Regions from separate parts of the Triticum aestivum genome. Here region 2 is linked to region 1. The links are chromatin contacts, called in public Hi-C maps. All regions are on one chromosome and are shown on one strand. The core of a region is the stretch at or near the end of the contact, and the rest is flanking DNA. Distances in the headings are between cores, read along the strand shown. Region 1 holds the start of LOC123120084 (V-type proton ATPase 16 kDa proteolipid subunit). Region 2 holds the start of LOC123120085 (filament-like plant protein 2).

Region 1 (5,694 bases), core at 1,928-4,427:
TATCAGCATTAATAATAGGAATATTTAAAACATTATTTTTGAAAGTATCATCAAAGTAGGTACTAATCTTACCTTCATCCCAAACTTTAGAATTAGGTTTCCAAAGATCACTAATAATCGAACATGATCAGGTATTACATGTGTGAAAAGTAATTCTCAAGAATCAAACATGAACATACACTTGTGCGAAAAGTAATTCTCGAAACTTTTCACACGTGTGTAACACCTGATGATTCTTGATTCCAAAATAATTCAGAATTTTTTACTCTTAAAATTTTCTAAATTATTTTACAGTTCAGGTGCATCGGCACCCAAAGATCCGCGTGGGTATCAAACGCCAAAGATCCATGTGGGTATCAAACGCCACTATATTTGAGCACAGCGGAGCACACCATTCCGTCTAGTACATCGCAACGGCGAAGGATTCAGACCTCCTTTGGTTTTGGAGGAATTTTGTAGGATAGAATTTCTATAGAAAAATTTCGTTTACTGTTCTCTAGTTTGTAGGAATACAAATCATATTCTTATGAAGGAATTCTCTATCTCCACATTACATAGAAAAATAAACATTAGGAAGGACATATCATTTTCTATTCATAGGATTTGGGATGCATGGAATCTTAATTTTACAAGTTTCCTATTCCTATGATATTACTACCTTATGAAGAATTTTTCCAAGAGGTTTGAGTGGTTCCTCGGTAGGATAGTATAAAAACAAATCATTCAAAAAATCCTATAGAATTTAATCCTACAAATCAAACTATTCTTAATGATACTTTTGAACCAAAGGGTCCCATTCTAGTTTCAAACCATGTGGATTTCTCCTTTGCAAAAAGGATAATACTCAATTGGAGGATGAATGGACAAAACTCAATTGCATTAAGTTCTCGCTTATTCACCAGATTACACCGTCCAGCCAGACCCAAAAGGTAAATAACTGTGCATAAATAAGCATCAACCCCCACCCAGCATCCAGACGGAAAAAGAATGGTACATCAAGGGCAAAGCTCCCTTTGCTACAGATGTTTTTTTCTCCACCAAACAGAAGAATGAAAACTAGACATGATAACCTCTAGAGCTCAGTTTGCTGTCTGAATAATATAAAACAAGAGGGCACACAGGGCCGCGTGTATGGAACATGCCTAATCAGCACGAGACTGGCCAGCTCGGGATGACAGGATGATGCCGACAATGAGACCGTAGAGAGCGAGCGCCTCTGCGAAGATGAGGATGAGGATCATGCCGACAAACAGCTTGGGCTGTTGAGCATTTGCCCTGCAAACAATGACGTTTGATCAGAACGGGGTACAATTTCGGCAAGTTCCAATTGATCCTCCGATGTAAAGCACGCATATCAAGTCAACAGTATATAGAAGGAAAAAGAATTAAATTACATAATCGTGTACGTAGCAATTATCAGAGTCTTACCCAGGAAGCAACAAACCAGTAGAAAGGAAAGAGCTAACTAATAACATTGACAAATGCTAAACCCTTAATAAGGAATTAGAACCAGCGTAGCTTAGTTCCAAGTTTGGGAGTTCCATTTACAGATAGTTGCACGCATACATATTGCCAAAACTTAACAAACAGAGAGAATCATACTACTAACTAAACATATAGGACATCACACTAACTAATAAACTACAAAGACCAGAACAAATACAAAGTATACAGTTCAAAGAGTATCATAAATCCACAAAGGCGGTTCCACTGAAAAATGTTTTTGTCTGGTGAGCAGCATATATAAAGTAAATCCACCATAAATAGACCGACTTACACAAAATTCATGGTGAAAGAAGTAATTGACATAACAAAGGCTCATCATCTATAGTACGTAGGTGAGGGAAGAAATAGCCAGTGTCATTTTTCTATAACTCAAGATTGTTTCCTAAGATAATTGGTACAACAAGCATATCATGCCTAGAGAGAAGTGTAGTAATAATAAGAGCTCGCATATGTTCATCCTCAGATTTCAGCTTATTGATGAATTGTTAGTCTAGTCATAAACAATCTAAGAGGATTTGTGTAGAGAATAATCCATGCTGTAACTGAAATTTACTTCTGTTAAGGCTATACTGGAGTATACTGAGACAACTAAATAAATGAAACTTGAACAGCGAGCCTACAGAGATTCAAATCTCAAACAGAATCAGGCCTATGAAATTGGGTCAGAATCATCCACCTAAATGCATCCCTTCAAATGCAACACATGCGCCTGCTAGCTACTAGTACTATGTAGGCACAGGCGTGAGGGATGTGCATTAACAATGCAAATTAGTCATCAACAAACCAACATACCAGCAAAATCAGTGCGTATAACACAATAAGAGATGATAAATTGAGCTTACCTGACTCCAGCATCACCAACAATGCCGATGGCCATGCCAGCAGCAAGGCCTGCAAGGCCACAGGCGAGGCCGGACGAGAGGTGGGCGTAGCCGTCGAAGAGGTAGTAGGGCTTGGCCTTGGGGTTGATCCCGGTACTGATGATGACGGCGATAATAAGCCCGTAGATACCGAGCACTCCAGCCATGACAACGGGCACGATGGACTTCATGACGAGCTCCGGGCGCATGACTCCCATGGACGCCACGCCGACGCCGCTCTTGGCCGTCCCGTAGGCCGCTCCCATACCTGCAAGACAGGGACACGGAGAGATCTCGTCAACGATCGCAGGGACTAACCCAAGACCAAAGCGCGCGCTTCGTCTCGTCAGCTAAACGAATCGAATCTACGGAATCGAAAGACGCGCACGCTAGAAGGGACAACGCTCCGCCGATCCGGGCGGATCAGAGCTCCAACCGTGTTCCCCCAAACATATGTAAGCTACACAAAGGCTGGCAAGTTTACAAGAGATGGAAGAGGGCGTACATGAGAAGACGAGCGCCGCGGCGGCGCCGAGAAAGCCGAAGAAGGGGGCGGTCTCATCGCCGCTGAACACCGACGACATCTTCCTCCTGCTGCTACTGCTGCGATCGGCGCTCTGCTCGCTCGTCCACCCAAGCAAGAGCTCGAGCTTTTCTGTTGTCGCTTTGGGATTTGGTTTGGGCTTCCACGATCTGATCTGAGGAGGAGGGCGTTGGAGATTGGGCAAGAAGAAGACGGGGTGGGGCGGAATGTTTTTTACTGGACGGTTTTGCCCTCTTGATGTAGGGGCCGTGTACCCGTGGTTGCCCGGTCAGGAGGGGCACCGGTGCCCTTGTCTGGGTGGAGATTGTAGAATTGGTGTCTCACTGCTCGTGGGCCACGTGGAAGGAGCGTTGCGTGGTTGACGTTGTTCCAGCCTTTCGCGTACCCACGGGTCGTGCTCTACTCATCTACTAGTCGTCTCTGGAAGACGATTTCTGGCAAGCAGGGGTGAAGTTCGTGTACCGTGGAAAACCTTCGCTCGCGCTCATTATCTTGGGGAGGTGCACGTCCTCCACTTCAAGTTGATGGAGTCCGACACGCTCTTCATCAAGATCTTCGGGCTTTCAGGTGCTTGTCTTGGGTGCTGCGTAGAAAGCTCGAGCGACGACGAAATCTTCTCGAGCGACAGCGACGAAGAGGACACCGATGGTGAAGATGGCGGCGGCGAGTATCCGGTCGTCAAGTCCGAAGACGACGACTCGGACTCCGACTGAACGCTGATAGCACCGTCATCACCAGCTAGGCGTCGGCAGCACCATCCTGTCGAGCAGACTCGAGACCTTGCCGCGCCTTTCATTTGCGGTCTTATCCTTGCCTCGAGTCTGCTCGACAGGATTAGTTGCAGCTGCATTTACATCGAGTGCAAGGAGGGCAAAAAGAGCGCCTGGGCGATGCCCTGGTCACCCTCGCCAGGACCAGAGGGACGCAGCCCGACAAGATCGGGAGGGCGGCTCCCGATAGGGAAGACGAAGCCGGAGTCCATGAGCCTGCCGGGGTCCAGCTGGAGGTGGTGGTGGCGTCTAGGCGAAGCACCCCCGGCAAATCGCTCTGCCGGGGTCCATCTGCAGATGATGGTGCTGCCGACGCCTAGCTGGTGATGACGGTGCTATCAGCGTTCAGTCGGAGTCCGAGTCGTCGTCTTCGGACTTGACGACCGGATGCTCGCCGCCGCCATCTTCACCATCGGTGTCCTCTTCGTCGCTGTCGCTCGAGAAGATTTCGTCGTCGCTCGAGCTTTCTACGCAGCACCCAAGACAAGCACCTGAAAGCCCGAAGATCTTGATGAAGAGCGTGTCGGACTCCATCAACTTGAAGCGGAGGACGTGCACCTCCCCTTGCCGGCTTTAAATGCAGCTGCAACTAATCCTGTCGAGCAGACTCGAGGCAAGGATAAGACCGCAAATGAAAGGCGCGGCAAGGTCTCCTCACGTGCAAGTTCCTCATACGTAGGCGTAATATAGAATGACGGGAAATTACAAATGAAACAAACTTTCGACTTATGTTTCTTTGATGTACTTCTTATCGCGTGGATAAAAAGTGGGGCCGCCAAGCGAGTGACCACCGTGATCTCATGTGCCTGAAAATAGTGGCGCAGCTTCCTTGAGGCCATGAGTAGGCCAAAGAGTAACTTTTGCTCGCCCGAGTACCTTGACCTAGCCCCCTGCAATAGGAAGCTAACAAAGTATACTGGCCGTTGCACCACTTTCTTCTTTGATGTAACCTGCTTCTCAGATGTTTTCCCTGGCACCACTTTTTCCTTCCCGGCATCTAGCCTTGCCGGAGAACACGTGTGCATCCCTCTGCGCAACTAGTGCAACACTGACCACTTGATTCGTCACCGCCAAGTATAGCAACAACGATTCTTGTGGTTTGGGCGCGACTAGAGTTGGCGCAGAAGACATGTACTTTTTTCAGGTCATGCAGCGCAGCTCTGCTTCCGGAGTCCATTACCAGACCCACCTTTTTCAGTATCTTGAAAAAAGGCAAGGCGCGCTCGGCAGACCATGAAATAAACCTACTCAGAGCTGCGACACAACCGGCAAGGCGTCGCACATCCTTGACGGTCTTGGGTGCTTGGATTTGCTCAATAGCCTTGATCTTGTCGGGGTTCGCTTCAATCACATGTTGAGATACAAAGAACCCACACCGAACACACACTTCTCGGGGTTGAGCTTCATGTTGATCTTACGCGAGTTGGAGAAGGTTTCCTCCAAATCTTGAATCAGGGTGGACTTGTCCTTGGTCTTGACCACAATATCATCCATGTAGGCTTCTATGTTCCTGTGTAGATGTGGCTCAAAACCGATCTGAGCTGCCCTCGCGATCATCGAACCCGCACTCTATAATCCGAAAGGCATCCGTACAAAACAGTACGTGTCACATGAAGTAATGAATGTGGTTTTCTCTTCATCTTCTTTGGACATGAATATCTAGTGATATCCGGAGTAGGCGTCAAGAAATGAGAGCAGATCACAGCTGGCAGTGGAGTCTACAATCTAGTCGATGCGCTGCAAGGGGAAAGGATCTTTTGGGCATGATTTGTTGAGGTCAGTGTAATCAATACAAAGTCTCCATTTCCCATTCGCCTTGCGCACGACAACCGGATTCGCCAACCAGGTTGGATGTAGCACTCCTCTGACTAGGCCAGCTGCCTCGAGTTTCTTGATCTCTTCTGCTATAAATTGTTGTCGTTCCAAGGCTTGCTTTCTGACCTTCTGCTTGACGGGCCGAGCGTGAGGGTAGATAGCAAAGTGGTGCTCAATTACCTCCCTGGGAACGCCGGGG
Region 2 (6,219 bases), core at 647-3,146, 250 kb after region 1:
CTCAGCTACCACCAGCATATGCAGGTTTGATCAATCAACATTGGCACAGGAAGCGATGCAGAAAGATCTCCTCATGCAGTGCTGCGCTGAAGATGACTAATCTGTATCAAACAGCAGCCAGTTGAAAATTGCTAGTATCAGTGATCACTCGTTTATGATACCGACCGACAGGTAGAAAAAGATGCAACTCCCAGTTAATGACACCAACCAGGAACTGTAGTCACGATTGACAGGAACTAATTTTGCAACGACTGAGACCAAGCAGGAACTAGGTTGGATTCAGAAAAAAACCAGCAACCCGGGAATTTGTTTTTTTGGCAAAGCTCAAGAGTCAAAAGTGGGCAAGACCAATACTGACCAATACAAAGTCCCAACTATGCCCTGTCCAGAAATTCCAACTAAGAACAGCCGGCCCGAAAAAAGAGATTGCTCTTCTGCCTTAACATCAGGAGAAGAAGGTGCGAGCAAAATAGTAGCAAAAAAGTTGCAATGCGTCACTCCAAAAGTTGTAGCCACCGACTGCTCTCAACTCCCCCAAATAGAATAGAAACACAAGAGGAATAAATATGATTATTTTTTTCTTCTTCGAGCAACCAAGGGAATGATAATCCTTGGGCAAAGAACAAGAGGCACAATCCCTAAATCCCCAATTCCTCCTCGCCAATCACCTAACCCAAAGCTAAGCCCCGCGCAAATATGCTGAAACCCCCAAATCCAGACCTAACTTGAAGAGAAACCGGCAAAGACCAGCCCCGGGGAAGCGGGGAAAGAAGAAAAGCAGAGCGGCTAGAGAAACTTCATGGCGGAAACCAAGAAGGACGAGTCCCGGTCCCGGAGAGTAAGGCGGGAGGGAATGGGCTGCATTAATACCTGCTATTTAAGCATCACACGGAGCAATGCCCCCGCATCGATTGCAAGAACTCCGTGAACACAACACTCCACTTCTTTTCTTTAATGTTTCTCTTTTTATTTTCTCTCTCTCTCTCTCTCTCTCTCTCTCTCTCTCTCTCTCTCGGATACTGGATGGGTGTGCAGGCTGGGCTAGGAACGGAAAGCGAGAAGCGTCAGCTCACGCAGTCGCACAGACGGACGCAGATCGGAGCGAGAGAAGACGAGCCGAAAAGCGGAGTGGGGAAAAAGGGAGCGGGAGGGGAGCTGGAGAGGAGGTGGCCATGGGCGTCGGCACTGCTGCTGCAACAGCTTGGCCACCACCACCACCGCCTCCTGCAGCTTTGGCCATGTGAGATGTCATGGTCCTATACTATAGTACGAGTACTTTCCAGTTCCCAACTGAAGTAGTGCATCGGAGGAAGAAATAAATGCTCGCAGCCGCAGCAAGAATCCAAAGCGGCTCTTTCCCATTCCCGCAACTAAAATAAATGCAGCGAGCGGGAATCCGAGGTGCACACTCACCAGCACCGCATCAATGGTGGTCGCCGCCGGCCGGCTTTGCCTCGCTCCTTCCTTCCTTCCTTCCTTCCTTCCTTCCTTCCTTCCCGCACGGGCAGCTCGAATCACCGACGCTCCGCGGTCCTCTCCCTGTCTGTCGTAGCACAGTATACTACTAGGAAAGGACTACCTTGTAGCCTTCGTGGGTGCTTTTGTTGATGCAACCACTGGATGGGTGGTGGTGGTTAGCAGTGGCGGAGACAAGCCCCAGGCTGCCCGGGCGGCGGCCTGGATCGTGAGGCTTGGCTCCTTTGTTTACTGTAGCAGATTTTACACTGTTTAATACTGTACCAAGTGATTGGCCTGGGGCTTGCCCGGGTCGTGGCTTGATCCTAGCTCCGCCACTGGTGGTTAGTGTTCCTTGCCGTTGGGGACGGAGAGCGAGATTGCAGCAGCGGATTAGGGTTCTTGGCGTAGCTCGGTTTAGTTTACTTTAGTTTAGCGTGAGGCGTGATTCGGTTTGGATTCTCGCGGGCGATGTGGGGGTTGTCGTACGCCTGACGACGCGCGGTTTGTGTCTTGCCCCCGCCTTTTCCTCGGCTCGCCCCGCGCGTCCTTGGCTCGTGTGCCGCGTGGGGGTCCAGCGGTCTCGCCCGACCGACCCCGGAGGCCACGGCCCCCGCCAGCCAGACGGTATGGGGATACTCTGCCGCCCGTACGGCGGTGGAAACCGGACTCCGGACGGCGGCGGCTCTGGCGGGGCGGGCCGAGACGACGACGGCGGCGACTACACCCGTTTCTACAGGCTTCTCGGCATGTAGATGGCGGACGGTGGCCGCGGCGCAGTGGCTAGGCGTAGTTTGGCGTACCAGTAGGCGTAGTTTGCATTTTTTTTATAAATTTTAATGAAATTTCGCCGAGTTCGTGCTAAATTGCTGAGTTTACGACATATTTATACGAAATATCGTCGAGTTGGCATCGACCTGGGGCGACGACGGGGAACGGAGTCGCCCCACGCGCCAAGTTAGCGCGGCTCTTTTTCACCGCCCCGGCCGGAGATGCTCCAGGTCGCTGACGCGCGGTGGCGCGCTGGACGGCCCGGCCTCGTCCTCCTCGTCACCGTCGAGGACGATGATGTTGCCCTCCTCGCGCCCGCGGCGCCGAGCCTGGAGCTCCGTCCGGCGCTGGCGGCGCACCTGCTCGCGGACGTAGTCCTCCTTCGCCCATTTGAGGGCGGCCTCGTCGTCGGAGGCCACCATGTCGACGTGCTCCGGCTTCACGGGGAGCACGCCCGGCTCGGGCTTCGGCCGGACCAGGCGGAGGGAGCGCGGGGAGGGGCGGGCACCCTCGTTGATGATGACGGCGCCGTTGCGGGTGCGTCGCCAGAGCAACGTCTCCTCCGGCTCTGACTTGACGGGGCGGAGCGCCGGCGAGCCGGAGCCCGACGACGAGGACGTCCCCAGCTCCATCCGCCGCGACATCCAGGAGCTGCCACGACGGCGAGAGAACGACGGACGCGGCGGGTACTCGAGGCGCGGCGTGTTGCCGATCTCGATGTGATCGAGGACGGCCTCGAGGGTACGGCCGGGTACGCCCCACCACTCGCGCCGCTCGTCGGCGTTGAGGCGTCCGCGGGGGATGATGTCGTTAGCGGAGACGATCTGGTCTTCGCGGCGGTGCTCGAAGAACATCGTCCACAACGTGTGGCTGTCGGCGGCGTCCTCGGCTCGCTCCGCTGCTCCTCCGGCATCGACGAACGGATGCGAGCGATCTCGGCCCGCCGTGCCGCTCCTTCGGGCACTGGCGGCACCGGGACGCCGCTGGCTCTCAACTTCCGGTTCCCCGGCACGCGCATGTCCGGGGGCGCCGGGTACTCGGCCTCGTAGAGGAGGCGCGCCTCCGGCTCCTGGAGATGGCGGCGGCCGAAGTTGTTCGCCGTCGCGCCGTCGCCTGGGAGCCTCTCAGCCATTTGCTCGTCGGTGGGAAGAGGGGAGAGTGTTGCTTTGTGCGGCGGATGCGAGGAGGGATGTGAGTTGTGGCATCCACCGGCGGGGAGGTCGCCTTATATAGCCGCAGCGGGGCGGCGAGAGGCTGCATGCCGGGCGACGCGTGGCGGGAGCGGGCGGGACGCGCGTCGGTGGCGCCTTCACTGCGTCGCCCGTGAGGCATCAATGGAGGCTGACCGGCGCGGCAGCGCGGCAGCCTTGGCCAGCCTTGGCATTGATTCCGGCGGGAACCGGGGCGATGAGGACGACGAAGCGGCGTCTCGCTGACTCGGCGGGCCCGTCCTCGTTCGTGCCAAAAACACGTTGTCCGGCGCCCCCAGCGCGCCGGGTTCGGCCTGGGTCCGCCGGCGCCAATTTCGGCCCAAACCGGCGAAAAATGTGTTTGGGCCGATTTTGGGCGCCAGCGCGAAAATCACCTTGGGGGACGTGTTGGGGCGCGGCTGGAGATGCTCTAAGGCCAACTCTAGCGGACGACCCCAATGGACATTCGTTTGGCCCGGATTCTGTCCGTTTGGGGCAAGGAATGAGGTTGTGTCCGGACCTTTTCTGGGATGCGACGCCCGTGCGTTTAACGTGCGAACGCATCTTTTGGCCGCATTCCGTTCGCCTTCTTTTTCAAACGCAAATATTCGAATAAACACAGCCCGTAGTTCATGCCAGTGGCCCTAGTTCACGCTGACAACACAGCCAGCCTACACGACCTCGCCGTCAACACAGCCAGCGGCCGGCAACACAGCCAGCCTCCAAAAAAATAGTTTTATTGCCGGCAACACAGCCAGCCTTCAAAATGAATAGGTTTGTAGCCGACACACAGCCAGCAGTCGGCACTCATGCTAGCCTTCAAAAAGAACGCGCACGGCTCGTAAATTGGTAGGGCGGAAACACCTTTCTTTCATGGAATGTTTTGTGAACTCTTGTCCAAAAAAAAGTCCCTTTTGTTGCGCATCGATCCTTGGATCTTGGACAACCTCCATCCAACTTTGGTAAATCAACTTATCCGCCTCTTATGAGTATGATCCCGTACGAATGCTCTTCTTCCTCTTTTGTGCTTCCGCTCTTTGGGTGAGCTCGTCGATGAACAATGGCTCGCCCCCAATATCGGCGCCTTCCTCTTCTTCATCACCTTCACCTTCGGAATAGATGTCATCATCTTCATGCCACGAGTCACCATGGTCGTGGGCCTTAATGTCTTCATTGGCAACGTACTGGCCACGGCATCCTGACTCTAGGTCTCATCGGGATCGTAGGCATCGCCGTGCCCACCCATCTGGAAGGCCTTGCCACGCCCTCGTAGATGACATTCTCCATGAACTGGTTGTAGAAGGGGTCGTCGACCGTTGGCGTTGGTGTTGGCATTTCGCGGAACAGGACGCGGAGCGACGACATGGTGGCCGTAGACAGCGGCCGTGCTTGCTTTCTTTGCATCTCGACGGACGGGCAACTGCCGCTGCTGGACCCCCGCGTGACATTGAGGTCGATGACGGCCGAGGGGCGTGGGGTGGACGGCGCGATCAAACCAACGTCCGACGACCATGAGAAACGGGCCTGGCCTTCGTACCTTGGTGGAGTAAAACCGGGCGACAAAGGCGTGGTCCGCAACAAAGGCGAGGGGCACTGCGGAGGCAGGAAGACCGACGAGCCTGTGCTCGCTGGGCCGACGGGCGCTGCCGAGAAACTCGTCGGACGGCAAATCCCAAGCATGAGGAGGGTGTGTGCTTTGTTGACGATGTCATCCTTCTCGTCGACGTCAGCCTTGCGCCACGCAGCCTCCAACGCGGCACGCTCGGCAGCGAACATGGTCGCGGCGTTCTTGCCCTTGGCCGCCGCCCGCCGGTTCCTCCTCTTGGCCGATTCCGCGTCCAGCTTTGCAAGCTCCGCCGGCGTGAGTTCCGACCGCGGCTTCATCGGACCCTTGGCCACCTTCTTCTTCACCTTTCCGGGTGGGTTGATGGCCTGGCCGCCGAAATTTGGTGGGGCATCGGCCATGGCGGGAGGGTCGTGGGTGGAGGGGAGGTCGGGACATGGGAGGGTTTGGGAGAAATGGCGTGAAATGGGGTGTCTGGCAGGTGCTTTGTGCCATCGACGGGCGGGCCAGGGGAGGACAAGCACGTGCGTCCCGCCCGTCCGCGTGCTGTCCGTTTCACCTCAAAAGCGGCCCAAACTTGTGCCGGGGATGGGTCGAAAGCGGACATAAAACGGACTAAAGCCCGTTTGCGCCCGCGCGCTGGGCCGTCTGGTATGTCCGTTTTGCCCCAAACGGATGCACCCGGACATGATGGGTTCACGCGCTAGAGTTGGCCTAAGGCCTTGTATAATGCAAGGTGCTTCGAGAAATAAACCAGGCTTTCCTTAAGCACGATGCTTATTTGTACAGGACAGACGCTTAATCAGGTGTCTCTCCTGTAGAAATAGGCACCGGTGCTTCAAAAAACCCGGTTTATTTTTCTAAGCACCTAGCATTGTACAAGGCCTAAGGCAACTCTCAGTCGGACATGCGTTTTGGCCGCTTTTCGTTCATTTGTGCGTTTTGGCCACTTTTCGTTCATTTGTGTTGGCTCGCCGCTCTCCTTCTGTGTTTGGGTCGGCCGCTTATAGCAACTCCAACGCGTTGATCCATTTCATCCGCGCGTGTTTATTTGGGTCAAAACGGACATAAAAGTCGGCCCAACGCGCCGATCCAAACGGACGCGCGTCCGTTTTTTGTCCGCCTACCGACTCATTCCTGGCACAAATTTCGGCCTTACTTGCATCTGTGCGGACACGAAACGGACACGTGCGACGCCGCCTACTCCTCCCCCTGGCCCACCAGTCGACACAGCCACCA

Evidence for each region. A called contact is a pair of places that touch in the nucleus more often than the background predicts.
Region 2: a Hi-C map of leaf shows a contact between it and region 1, with 4 times the contacts expected there. The contact joins the promoter of LOC123120085 here to the promoter of LOC123120084 in region 1. A contact is called at or near these places in 3 of 5 Hi-C or Micro-C datasets (all in leaf).

Annotation. Positions count from the first base shown.
Region 1 is chr5D:207,705,783-207,711,476 of IWGSC CS RefSeq v2.1, forward strand. It overlaps LOC123120084 (V-type proton ATPase 16 kDa proteolipid subunit), which reads right to left and starts at 3,178. Exons shown (of 3, transcript XM_044540091.1): 1 at 2,872-3,178; 2 at 2,349-2,634; 3 at 861-1,275. The coding sequence starts at 2,950. The coding sequence ends at 1,143.
Region 2 is chr5D:207,957,859-207,964,077 of IWGSC CS RefSeq v2.1, forward strand. LOC123120085 (filament-like plant protein 2) reads right to left here and starts at 1,897. Exons shown (of 5, transcript XM_044540093.1): 1 at 1,414-1,897; 2 at 1-101.